Regions from separate parts of the Pan troglodytes genome. Here region 1 is linked to region 2. The links are chromatin contacts, called in public HiChIP or PLAC-seq maps. All regions are on one chromosome and are shown on one strand. The core of a region is the stretch at or near the end of the contact, and the rest is flanking DNA. Distances in the headings are between cores, read along the strand shown.

Region 1 (7,253 bases), core at 2,485-4,984, 160 kb after region 2:
GTCAGGAGTTCGAGACCAGCCTGACCAACATGGTGAAACCCCCATCTCTACTAAAAATACAAAAATTAACCAGGCGTGGTGGCGCGTGCTTGTAATCCCAGCTACTCAGAAGGCTGAGGCAGGAGAACTGCTTGAACCCGGGAGAGGGAGGTTGCAGTGAGCCGAAATTACGCCACTGCACTCCAGCCTGGGCGACAGAGCAAGACAGCGTTTCAAAAACAAAAAAAAAAATTTGAATGAGACATGAGGTATGAAATAGACTAGCAATGCTGTAAGAGATGCTTGGTAAAAACTAAGAAAAAACAATCAAACAGGTAAGGGTCAAGATGGATATTTATGACCACACATAGATGCGTGAGATAGTGGCAATAAGCCAAGTGAATGTACACCTGAAAAAAAGAAAGGAAACTCAATATTTTAGGCATTAACCAAGGCTTGTTGGGTTGGAAGACATAAGACCTTAAAACTATAAAAGAAATCAACTAAGGGACTAAATATAAAGACAGTGGGGAACATGAAGAATAAAAAGAAAAGCTAAACAATCAAATGGACAGAACCCAAGTAATTTCAGGGAATCTAAATTGCACCACTAAGGTGCAAGGGCAATCTCTTTGGGATACCACCATTAGGGTAGGTCAGTGCCATCTAATTTTAGTTCCAAGATTCAAATTCCAGAGACAGCTAACTGGCCTAGTGTGGGTTTTATGACCAAGCCTTGTTTAAAAGAGAGCTGGGTAAAATTTACGCAAAATGATCTGATATAAACAGACAGACTAAGAGATGGATTATTGTATGTGATGCAATAATCCTGAGTGTGAAACCTGATGGAAATTGTAGATAAATCGAAAGAAAGAAAGAAAAAAAAACAAAAGTAGCACCATGCTGGCAACAGTGTGCCATAGACAGCTTAGGCAGGTGGGGGTGATGAATAATATGGAGAAAAGCAGTTTCAACTGTTTGGCTAAGTATGTAAGTTTCATTTTGTAAAAAATGTATTAATCAAGAAATTCTTAATTTATATTAATGGTGTCATGCCTCAGAAAGTAGAGGAAGCAATAAAGGGAACTATTATGCTCAACTTGATCTTGACCAGTAAAGAAAAACTGTTTTGTAACAGAAGTCTTAAGAAAAAAATGAAGATATTATCTTGGAAGCTCTTAACAGTGAAAGAAAATGTTCTAAATGCACAGACAGGTACCTAAGACTTTAGGAAAACAGAATCAAGAGAAATGTCTCAGGTAAGATGCTTTTTATTCCAAATAACAGCAACCAACAGAACCAAAAACAGCAACAGTTACAGAAACCAACTGTGTGCTTGGCACATAGTAAATGCTCAGTATGTGCTACAAAAGTTATGATTACAAGGAACAGAGGCTCAGTAAAGTTAATCCTAATGATAAAATTGTGAGAAATCCACAAAATAAAGAAAAAACAAAGGCTTTTAATGAAACTACTTTGGCTGATTTAATTCTGAGAAACTTAGTATATATATATAAAAAAACCACTGTAAAAAAGACTTGAAGTACAAAAAATTGAAGAGAAGTATGGACCAAACCTACATTATTCACATGACTAATATGAATAATGTTAAGACTTCTAATGATATTATCTTTAACAAAGGCAAAAAAAGGACTCCATGATAATAGTTAGGTTAAACCAAACTTGATTGCACAGCCATACCTAAAGAATGTAAAGACAACACCAATGCAGAGAGAACTCTATAGGGACACGTCATAAGCCTCTGTCCTTACCCTGACCTGTTCAATGACAGGTAGGAAGAAATAGAAGGAATATTCATCAAATCCGCTAGTGGCATTAAGTTAGAAAGGACAGTTAAGGCACTGAATAACTAAATTAGGATTCATAATCATTCTGAAAGCCTAAAACATGTGACCAAAAAATTGAACAGTCATAAATATAAGTCATGACATTAAGGATAATAATAATTCCATTACACAAAAATGGTGTAAATCTAGATCACTGCAGTTTATGTAAAAAAGATCTAAAGTTTACAGTACATCACTGATAGTTTTTAAAGCAAATGTGATCTAATGCCAAACAGCGGAAGTATAATCCGAGTCAAAGGAAGTAGTACATTATTCTCTCAGGTACTTTTCAAAGCACATCCAAAGAACTATGTTTACCATTAGGCACTGCATTTTAACAAAAATGCTGACAAGCAGGAGAGTTTTCAGAGAAAGGTCTAGATACATCACACAGACCAATCAAAAGAAGTGAGGCTATATTGCTTAGAAAAGAATTTATGAGGAGGAGTTGTAACAGCTGAATTCACATATCTTAAGGGCAGCAGTGTGAAAGAAAGAACAGACAGTTTCCTTTTCTTTGGAGGACTAAGAACTAAGATCAACACAAAAGTTACAGGGACAAGTACATCTGTTTAATATAAGAAACTAAAAAAGAAAGCCAACAAGGGAATAGTCTGCACCCAAAATGGCGAGTTTAATGCCACACTAGTTCGGGCATAGGGTTGACAGACAGCCGTCTGCCAAGGAGATTTCAAAACTGACTCTTTCATTGAAGGGATAATTGCCAAGATGTCTTCTGACTTCAAGATTATAATTTTAATATTTAATATTCAGAAGTCATGTGGGGATCACAGATATTCTGAATGATTATGTCTTTTCATTCCCCAATGGAATGAAAGAAAAAAATAAACTCCTCTCCCAAGTATCTCTCTATAAAACAGAATCTCTCCCTACAATGTAATTCGGTTTCTTTGCTAATCCCTAAGCATACCGTTCCTTCCTTCCAAATCTCCTGCTCTGATCTCAAGTATTTGATCCTCCAGTCATGACTGTTCTCAAGCCTCCATCACCCCGCTCTCCCCCAAGTCGACCCCACTACCTTCCATCTCAGGAGCTCATCCCGTTCCTCTGGAACTTGAACACCAGGGTTCGCCAGGCAGCGTTCCTTCAGCTGGTACCTCGGTCTAGGACTCAGATGTCTAACTCCCCTTGCAGGGAATCTGCAACACGCTGAGGTTGTCTACCCTAAAAGACACAGGATGGCGTCAGCAGCATACGTCACACAATCACACATCAGAGTCTTGCAAAGTGACCAAGAGGTGCTACACAAGAGAAGTGCCCCAAGAGAGCACTAGAGAGGTGTGTGGCACTCCGATGAACAAAACAGAGTGGAGATCGGGTACGCGGGTTCTGCTTCAGATCCAAAAAACCCTTGGTGCCCACCCTAGAATCTGGCCGGGGCATCCACAGACCTGGTGTGTTCCCTCTGTGCACACTTGTGACTCACACCCCTGCGAGCTCGGATAACACGAAGACACACCTGTTGCAGAGCGTTAAAGCTGGAAGGTGGACAAGCAGGGCGGGGCCCGGCACCCGACTTCCCCTTAGGCCAGAACAAAAGAACAAAGCCCTCCAAGGGATCAGGGCGGGACCGCCCCGCACAGAAGGAGGCGAGGTGCGCCCCCTTCGAGGACTCCCCAGCTTTCTCCTGCAGAGGCCTCTAAGCGCGAAAACAGAAGGGTTACGTCACGAGTCCGGAGGGCTGGCTGTTGCCATGGTGATACCTGAGCTCCCCTCCCCCTATAGCGATCCACACACTCCGATCCCGGGTCCGGAAGCGCATTGACCGCCACCAGACCTAACGCAGGGAGCCGAAGCAACTGGACTTCCAGAGCGCCAACCTCTTTCCACGCCTACAACCGGCTTCAACGGTCACTTCCGGTCGTTACGAGCGAGCCCCGCCCCGCACGCCGGCGCCGGGCGGGCACACCGGACCAGCGTTCCCAGAACACTCCGCGAAGGTGTTCCTGAACTTCATTTCCCAGAGGCTTTAGCTAACGTGTACTTTGGCCCTGCGATGGGCCGCACATTTTCGCCGCCAGTCTTTTGCTCCTGTTTCAGGTATGCGTGTGCATTGTAAACTTGTCTGACTGAACTGATTATAAGAAATGCACGTCTACTGACCGAGCGCAGTGGCTCACGTCTGTAATCTGAGCACTTTGGGAGGCCGAGGTGGGTGGATCACTAGGTCAGGAGTTCGAGACTCAGCCTGGCCAATATGGTGACACCCCGTCTCTACTAAAAATACAAAAATTAGCCGGGCGTGGTGGCGCGCGCCTGTAGCTACTCAGGAGGCTGAGGCAGAAGAATCGCTTGAACCCGGGAGGAAGAGATTGCAGTCAGCCGAGATCGCGCCACTGCACTCCAGCCTGGGCGGCAGAGCGAGACTCCGTCTCAAAAAAACAAAACAATAAAAAAAAAAAAAAAAAAAGAAAAGAAAAAAAAGAAAGAAAGAAAAGAAAAAAAAAGAAATACACGTCTACACACAGTTTTAAAACGCAAACAATCGTTACCTTTATTACATGTTCTACCTTCTATTTTCTGTTCTACTCTTTTGTCGTTTTGAAAATACTGGTAGTTACCCATTAAAATTGTTTTCACGACTCTCAAATGAGTGGCGACCAACTTTTTTTTTTTTTTTTTTGAGACGAAATCTAGCTCTGTTGCTCAGGCTGGAGTGCAATGGCGCGATCTCGGCTCGCTGCAACCTCCACCTCCCGGGTTCAAGCGATTCTCCTGCCTCAGCCTCCCGAGTAGCTGGGATTACAGGCATGCACCACCATCCCCGGCTAATTTTTGTATTTTTAGTAGAGACGAGGGGGGGTCACCATGTTGGCCAGGCTGGTCTCGAACTCCTGACCTCAAGTGATCCGCCCGCCTCGGCCTCCCAAAGTGCTGGGATTGCAGGCGTGAGCCACTGCGCCCGGCCCCAACATGTTTTTCTAATGCTTAAGGAAACCCGGAGATAATATTCCCATGTTTTGCCACTTAGTAAAGCATTTTATATGCCTGTGTCAGCGAGCACATAGCTGCAAGTGTAGCCCATGGCCAGTCTGTCACTGTGTCCTTGGCAGAAAAAAAGAATCCAACAAATCGGTAGGTTTTTATATTTAAGACATGGCACTTGCATTTTATTATGCTGAAGTGCATCCCCAGCATTTGGATAAGGGGCCAAGGTCAAGTCTCTCAGACTGTTGGCTGACAAACATTAAACCTGGAAATCCTAACACTGAGTGTATGAAAAACATTTACAGTCAAGGGAACATGATAGAGAAAGCTTCGGTCATCTTAGAGAATGCATATATTGCCATGAAGAGAACATTGGTTTAAAAAAAAAAGTTCAAGAGAATGAAAAGACAAGTCACAGACTGGGAGAAAATACTTGCAAAGTACATATCTGATAAAGAACTGATATCCAAAATATATAAGAACTCTTAAAACTCAACAATAAGGAGACAAACCGATTAAAAAATAGGCCAAAGACCCTAACAGATGTCACCAAAGAAGATATGCAGATGGAAAATAAGCATATGAAAAGATGCTCCACGTATGTCCTCAGTGAAATGCAAATTAAAACAATGGGATGCCACTATACACCTGTCAAAATGGCCAAAATCCAGAACCCTGACAATACCAAATGCTGACAAGGATGTGGAGCACAGGAACTTTCATTCCTTGCTGGTGGGAATGCAAAATATTAGAGTTATGTTGGAGGACAGTTTGACAATTTCTTACAAAACTAAACATACTCTTACCATGTGATCTAGTAATTGTGTTCCTTGGTATTTATGCAAAGGAGTTGAAAATGTATGTCCACACAAAACGTGCCCAAGAATGTTTATAGCAGCTTTGTTCATGATAGGCAAAACTTGGAAGCAGCCAAGATGTCCTTCAGTACATGAATGAATACATAAACTATGATACATTCAGACAATGAAACATTCAGTAAGGAAAAGAAATGAGCTATCAAGCTACCAAAAAGGAAGAACAGAAGAATATTAAGTGCGTATTGGTGAGTGAAAGAAGTCAATCTGGAAAAGGCTACATACTGTATAATTCCATCTACATAACATTCCTGAAAAGGCTAATCTATGGAAACAGCAAAGATTGGTGGTTGCCAGGGGTTTAGGGGGAGGGAAAAAGGGAAGAATAAGTGACATTCAGTGGATTTTAAGAGGGAAGAATAAGTGACGTTCAGTGGATTTTAAGAGGGAAGAATAAGTGACGTTCAGTGGATTTTTAAGGCAGTGAAACTATTCTGTATGATATTGTAATGGCGAATACATGTTGTTATACATTTGTTAAAACCCATAGAATATACAGCACAAAGAGTGAACTGTAATATAAACTATGGTCTTTAGTTAATAATAATTTATCAACATTGGCTCATCAATTTTAACAGATGTACCACACTAGTGCAAGATGTTAATAATAGAGAAACTGGGGGAGGAGGGGAGAAGGAAGGAGTATACTGAAACTCTACTTTCTGCTCAATTTTTCTATAAACCTAAAACTGTTCCCCAAATTTTCTATTAAATTTAAAATATAAGAATGTTAAATATGCTTATGGTAAGGTCTCAGAAGGAAATTAATGACATGCAATTAGAAACTGAAGGAATGGTTATCTTGTTATAAAGTGGGAGAGCCTTGGCTGAATTGTATTCTATATTTGGGTGGAAAACAGAATTTGTACATGATGAACTTGAATATTTAGTTAAGAAGACTTCCAAGTAAAATGTGGAATGTGCAACCTGGTTAGTTATTGCTGCTTATGGTGAAATGCATGAGGAAAGAAATAAACTGAGGAAGGAACTATTCAGCACAAAGGAACCAGCACTCATGATTTGGAAAACTTTTAGCCATACCTTATACAAATGAGGCTTTCAATACATGTTGAGGACACAGAAAGATATAATTTTTGTCTTCAGTGACTTCTCTATATGTTGCCCAAAGTGGCCTCCAACTCCTGACCTCAAGCAATCCTCCCACCTCAGCCTTCCTAAATGCTGGGGTTACAGTCCATAAGCCACTGAACCCAGCCCTCAGAAACCTTTTGTGCTTAAAAAAACACCTCAGCAAAATACAAAGCAACTAGTGATATATTTGAACTGAAATTACTAATCAACTTTGGCTTGTTTTACTGTAACAATGACTAGGGACTGGCCACAGCTGCAATCTTACTTGTTTTACTGGGCTGAAAACAAAAACATAGTAGAATGGATCTCAGTAAAGGTAGAGAGTCAGGACTTAGTTGCAGGAAACAAAAACCAGTCCAGTTTCTACTTTAGCCCTAAATTGGAAACAAATCAAATGTCCTTCTATACTTAAAAAGGCAAATTGTCAGTTTTTCTTCAAATACAAGGAATACAAAGAAAATACATTTTTTTTCTACAAAGAAAAAAAAATTAGCTAGGAGTGGTTGGTGCA
Region 2 (6,636 bases), core at 2,231-4,730:
TTCTGGAATATGAGGAGCTTCCAATCTCGCTGTTGTGCAGGGGCCCCAAAATCGGTTTTAACATGAGGTGAGCAGAAGTTGCATCAGGAGGTGCAGATGCAGAAAGATGGGATGTTGGGCTACTCACCATTCCAAGCAAAGTACTTTGGATGGTGGGTGGTGCAGGTGGGTCTGGGGGCATGGGAGACCTGTCAGCCTGAGAGGTTGAAGGCGGCCAGGTGGTGTCAGTAACTGGTAATGTGGGAGAGGTGGGGGTCAGCAGGATGAAAGTAGCTGTGGGCTTTGAGTCTGGAGAGGTGCCTGGAAGGAGCTCTGACTGTGAGCACCCAGGTGGGGTCAGTAGGCTGGGTGTCTTCAAAGGAGAATGGGCCACACTGGTTGCCTCTCCTGTGGACTGTGGAGAGGCCAGTGGACCTAGAGACTTCTGCATTTTTCTTAAGTTTTCCAACTGAGGATTTGCTCCCTGGGTTAGATCTGTTTCTGAAGAAGGCAGAGCAAGAGATAAGGAAGGCTGAATAGCAAGCCAAGTCTCAGGGAAAGGGTCTGTGTTGACCTCAGTTGTATCTTCTCCTGCGTTGTTGCTTACCTGTAGCTCAGCTTTCTTCTCCAAAGTCAAGTTCTCATCAGAGACTGCATAACCAAGCTGGGGAGGTGGGATCTCTGACACCAGGTTCTCAGGGCTAGACGGCAGCTGTGGAATCTTCTGGTTTTGCTGCCCAGAACTTTCAGATGCTCCTAGGGACTCAAAATCTGATACCAGTGGGACTGGAGAGTAAGGCCGATGACAACTTTTTTCCTTTTTTATTGGCCACTCTGGTGTCTCGAATGACACACTGAGAACACTTCTCTTCCAAGGGTCTGAGAAATTTCTGGAAGAGCTGTAAGAGCTGGAAATAGCATTCCTTTTGGAGCTGAGGGTGCCACCTCTGTATATGCTGGCCAAGGAGCTCATGGAGGAGCAATTGGGCCTCTTAGTCAAGCTGTGGTCTGAGCCCCAGGAGTGGAGACTTCTCTTCAGCGGCCCAGGCCTGGGCACAAAAGAAGTGAGGGTTCCATTTTTCATCAGGGGTTTAAATGCCGATGGTCTGGTCTCTGGACTCCTTCTCTTACTGTCCAGACTCTCAGGGAATAGTGGTTCTTCCAACCTCCCTTTCCCTTTTCTGCACTCTCTGAGGGCCCTCAACACTGTCTCCTTTGAACATGGATCTGCGAGCTCCTCAGAGGGTGGGAGTCCTGCAAGGGCAATTACATCTTCAGGAGAAGTGGAAGGGGGCACTCTCTGGTCAAGAGGAGTGATCCTGATGGTCACTGGGCTCCAAATTGGCCTGGGATGTCGAAGAGACCAAATAGTCCGCTTTAAGTAACTTTCCCACCAGTCTGAAGGGAGAGGCCCCAGGGGGGAATTCTGGGACTTCTTCATGGGAAAGCGCCTCCAAGCCTCGTTGGCCAGCCACGTGGTTGGATTGGCAGGATCCAGGTTTGGCCGCCTCCTCACAGGTCTATACCGTGGGGCAGGGTGGGCGCGGTGGACGAACTGAACCCGATGAACTTGGTGAAGGTGCTGAGGTGGCCGGCGTTTCGTGGGCCTCTCGGGCAAGTCGGTGCGCACCTGGGCTGGGGACGAGGGCGAAAGTTCCAGTTTGCTCAGGAAACTGCCCATGAGGAGAGATGAGGCGCGGGCAGTGAGTTCAAGCACGGTTTTGGCTTCCGAGGTTTCGGACGTCTGCAGAATCGGACAGAGTCGAAGAGCGCAGTGTTCGGTTGACGGTTGGGATTCACGCGCTAGGAAAGCGCGAGTCTCAGGGCGCTTAGCACTCTCCAGGCCCGGCACCCGCGGGAACGGGGGACACGCGGGACTTCGGCAGTCCCAGTAACTTGCTTTGCTGTTCTGAGACCTCAGCGAGGCGGTCAGACCTCTGCTGCCTCCGCAGCGAGTTGCAGTACTTGGCGCGGGGAGAGGAACTCGAGAGGAAGCTCACTGCCCCTCGCCCCTGGCGTCGGCAGCGGCTGTCTGGGACCCTGTGGTCCCAAGTGGCGCAGAGCTGGAATCGAGTGGGTGCACAGTTTCCAGGCTCCGACTATTACTGGCCTCGAAGGTACAGGCTCAGGGGGCTCAGGGCCCCGGCGCAGATCCGTCGGCCCGCGGGATCCCCGGAGTCTGAGTGGGGAGCACTATCCGCACCCCGCAGAGTGAGTGCGGGCGGCTTTCGCAGGTGCTCAGGACTGGAGATCTGGACCGGTGGCTGTGCCGCCCGGATGGCATTTGTGGCACTAGCAGTCGGGAAGGCAGCTGATTGAGGATTTCCGCGTTTCTCTTTTTTTTTGCAGATCGTGACGCCGCCAGTAGGTGTCAGTCATTTGCCGCACAGCCACCTTAGAGATCCACCTGTGTCTCCCAGCGGCAGAATCCAGGTTTCCTTCCTATTCGCACTTGAAGAACTAATGGAGATTGCCGTCAGGAGTGGCCTCAGAGATCCGGAGTGGGCGAATGGGAAATCGCATCTTACGGCCCAGAACCTGAGCCCTCCACAAGCACTTGGCTCAGTCCCTTGCTCAGGCCACCTCCTGTTCTCTTCTGCTCTGTGAAAGACACTGTTAAGAGAATGAAAAGACACGCCACAGACTGGAGAAAATATTTGCATAATACGTATGTATCTGCTGAAGCACTGGTATACAAAATATACATAGAATGTTAAAACTCATAATAAGGTAAAAAATTAATGGGCAAAATATTTAAACAGAAACCCCGCCAAAGAAGATATGCAGATGGAAAACAGTATAAAAAGATGCCAAACATCATTGACATATGCTATATGTCAATATTTAGCTATATATAACTAAACATCAGTAAATACTTCTGATTGCAATTTAAACATCAGTAAGATACCATAATTGCAAATTAAACATCAGTAAGATATTACTACACACCATTCAATTGGCTAAAATTCAAAACACCACATGCTAAGGAGGAGGTGGAGTAACAGGTACTCTCATTCATTACTGATGAGAATGCAAAATGGTACAGCCACTTTGGAGGACAGTATGGCAATTTCTTACAAAGCTAAAACACAGTCCTACAATACAATTCAACCACCACAATCCACGTGTTTATCCAAATGAGCTTAAAGTGAATGTCCACATAAGGACCTGCATGTGAATGTTTATAGAAGTTTTATTCGTAGTTGCCAAAAATTGGAAGCAACCAAGAAGTCCTTCAACAGGCAAATGAATAAACTGTGGCATAACCATACAATGGAATATTATTCAACACTAAAAAGAAATGCACTATCAAGTCACGAAAAGATATAGAGGAACCTAAAATCCATATTGCTAAGTGAATGGAACCATCTGAAAAGGCTACATATGACTTCAAATATATGACAATCTGGAAAAGGCAAAACAATAGAGATAGCAAACAGAGTGCAACCGTGGTTGCAGGAGAGGTGGTAAAGAAATGTGGGATACCTTTAAGCACACCAACATACACAAAATGAAAGCACTAGGAAAGGAAAGAGAGAAAGGAGTAGAAAAAATTGTCAAAGAGAGTGGCTGAAAACTTCCCAATCTAATTGAAAAACATTAATCTACATGTCCAGAAAGCGCAACAAATTCTACATAGGATTATACAAAGAGTTCCACAAACAGATATGTCAAGTAAAAGCACTGAAATACAAAGACAAAGAGAAAATCTTGAAAGTAACAAGAGAAAAATGACTCATCACTTACAGAAGAACCCTAAACAAATTAACAACTGACTTCTCATATGAAACAATGGAGGCCAGAGGCAGTGGGATAAGATATTCAGTGTTCAGCAAAAAATACTGTCACCCCAAAGTTCTACATCTAACAAAGCTACCTTTCAAAAATGAAAGCAAAATAAAGACATTCCCACATAAACAAAAACAGAGAATTTGTTGTTAGAAGACCTGCCTTAGAAATACTAAAGGAAATTATTCAGACTGAAGGTGACACCATCTGGTAATTCAAATACACATTTAAAACAAGAGCACTGGTAAAGGTAATCACGCAATTATAAAAGACAGTATAAATGTGTTCTTATCTTAACTGATTCAAAAAGTAATTGTACAAAACAATATGCATATTATGTACAAAACCATATGCTATGAGGGCCTATAGCATATAGAAATGTAATATATCTGCTAATAACAGCACAAAGGAGGTGGGTGAGAAGAAAGCTGCACTGTGCTAAGGAAATAACTCCTGATAGTAAGACAAATTTATAGGAATAAATAAAGAAACCAGAAATGATAAATAATAAGATTAATATAGAATAAGCTATATATATACACACACACACAATTTTTTCTCCTTTTGTTTCTCTCACCTTATTTAAAACACATAAAATTATATAAATTAATAATTGTAATAATGTTAGGTTTGTAATATTTATAGTTGTAATATTTATAACAATAATATGATTAAAAGGGAGAAATAGGAGAAAGAGCTATATGGGATTGAGATTTTTATATCTCACTGGAATTAAGTTAGTATAAATCTGAAAGTGTTCTGATAAGGTATATGACAAATAAGTCCTAGGAATTATTGAATTATTTCCTCTGAAGAAATAATTCAAAATTTATAGTGGAAAAATCATCAAAGAAATTAAATGCTACAGTATAAAATATTTGCTTAATGCAAAAATGGAATATAGGAGGAAAGGAAGAACCAAAAAGGCATGAGACATACGGAAAATAAAAAGTTAAATACCAGACAAATCCAAATATATCAGTAATAATAATTTTATATGTAAATATATTAAGCAATTGAATCAAAAGGCAGAGACTGTCAGGGTGGATAAAGAAACAGTATTCAGCTATCTTTTGTCTAGAGAAGACACCATTTACATTTAAAGATACAAGTAAATTGAAAGTAAAAGGATGGAAAACATATGTCATGCAAACTTCATCCAAAAAAAGCTGTAATGACTATACGAGTAGACAAAGTAGACTTTAAAACAAATAATGTTACTAGGGACAAATAAGGACAAAAAGGGCTAATCCATCAGGAAGATATCACAATTATAAACATCTATGCAATTAATAAGAGCACCAAAATACATAACGACAAAAGTGACAGAAATGAAGAGAAAAATAGACAATGCAAAAATAATAGTTGGAGTCCTCAGTGCCCCACTTTCAGTAATGAAAAGAACAACTAAGAAATAGATCAGGAGGGAAATACAAGACTTGAAGAATGCTATAAACCAACTAGACCTAACAAATATTTATAGAATCTCCATTAAACAGCAGCAGAATGTACATTCTTCTCAAGAGCATATGGAACATTCTCTGAGATACATCCTATGCTAGGTCATAAAACAAATCCAAATAAATTGAAAAGGATAGAAATAATGCAAAGTATGTTTGTCTGATCACAATGGAATGAAATCAGAAATCAAACACAGAGAGAAATTTAAAAATCCACAAATAAGTGGAAATTAAATTTCTAAATAGCCAGTGGGTTAAAGAAGAAATATTAAGATAAATTAGAAAATATTTGAGATAAATGAAAATAAAGAAACGACATACCAAAACTTATGGGATTCAGGTAAATTAGTGTTTAGAGGAAAATTTATAGCTATAAATGCCGATATTAAAAAAGAAGAAAAATATCAAATGAGTAAACTAAGTTTTTACCTTAAGACACTGGAAAAAGACCAAACTAAACAGAAGCAAAATTCAGGATATCAGTGAAATTAATGAAGTTAATAATAGAAAAATGTCAACAAAATCAATGAAATGAAAAACTAGCTCTTCAAAAAGATCAACAAAATTAACAAACCTTTAGATAGAGTGACCAAGAAAAAAAGAGAACTGAAATTATTGGAATCCAAAATGAAAGAGTGAACATTACTACTAACCATATAGAATTAAAAAGACTGTAAAGGACAGCTGCGAAAAACTGTATGCCAAAACATTAGATAACTTAGATGGAATAGACAAATCCCTGTAATGATGCTAACTACTGAAACTGACTCAAGAAGAAATAGACAATCTGAATAGACCTGTAATAAGTAAAGAGATAAATTAGTAATAAAAAAAACTATATACAAATAAATGTCCAGACTTAGATGGCTTCATTGTTGAATTCTACCAAACACTTAAAAGAATTAATACCAACTCTTCACAAACTCTTCCAAAAAACAGAAGAGGAGGAAACACTTCTCAATTCATTCTACAAGGCCAGTACCAGTATCCTTATACCAAAACCAGGCAAAGCCATCACAAGAAAAGAAAACTACAGACCAATATTTCTTATGAATACAGACATAAAAATACTCAACAAAACACCAGCAAGATGAATCCAACAACATATAAAAGAACTAGATATCATTACCAAGTGGGATTTATCCCAGAAGTGCAAGATTGTTTTAAATTCTGAAAATCAGTTAATATGATACACCATGTCAACAGAATAAAAAACAAAAACCACATGATCATCTCAAAAGATCTCTTTCATGTTAAAAAGTCTCAACAAACTAGAAATAGAAGGGAATTTCTTCAACCCTAAAAATGCACCTACAATTGCATGGAACCCTTGAAAAACTAGAACAAAGTTGAAAGACTCACACTTCCTGATTTCAAAATTTACTATAGAGCAACAGTAATTAAAACA

Evidence for each region. HiChIP or PLAC-seq counts read pairs in DNA pulled down with a chosen protein or histone mark.
Region 1: an H3K4me3 HiChIP or PLAC-seq map of stem cell-derived excitatory neurons shows a contact between it and region 2, with 2.5 times the contacts expected there. The contact joins the promoter of ZNF184 here to the promoter of POM121L2 in region 2. A contact is called at or near these places in 1 of 7 Hi-C or Micro-C datasets (induced pluripotent stem cells) and 1 of 1 datasets of contacts at active chromatin or transcription factors (stem cell-derived excitatory neurons).

The regions. Positions count from the first base shown.
Region 1 is chr5:33,436,789-33,444,041 of NHGRI_mPanTro3-v2.0_pri, forward strand. ZNF184 (zinc finger protein 184) reads right to left here and starts at 3,735. Exons shown (of 6, transcript XM_001136729.7): 1 at 3,551-3,735; 2 at 2,866-3,011. The coding sequence starts at 2,872.
Region 2 is chr5:33,277,032-33,283,667 of NHGRI_mPanTro3-v2.0_pri, forward strand. It overlaps POM121L2 (POM121 transmembrane nucleoporin like 2), which reads right to left and starts at 3,481. Exons shown (of 1, transcript XM_054686645.2): 1 at 1-3,481. The coding sequence starts at 1,660.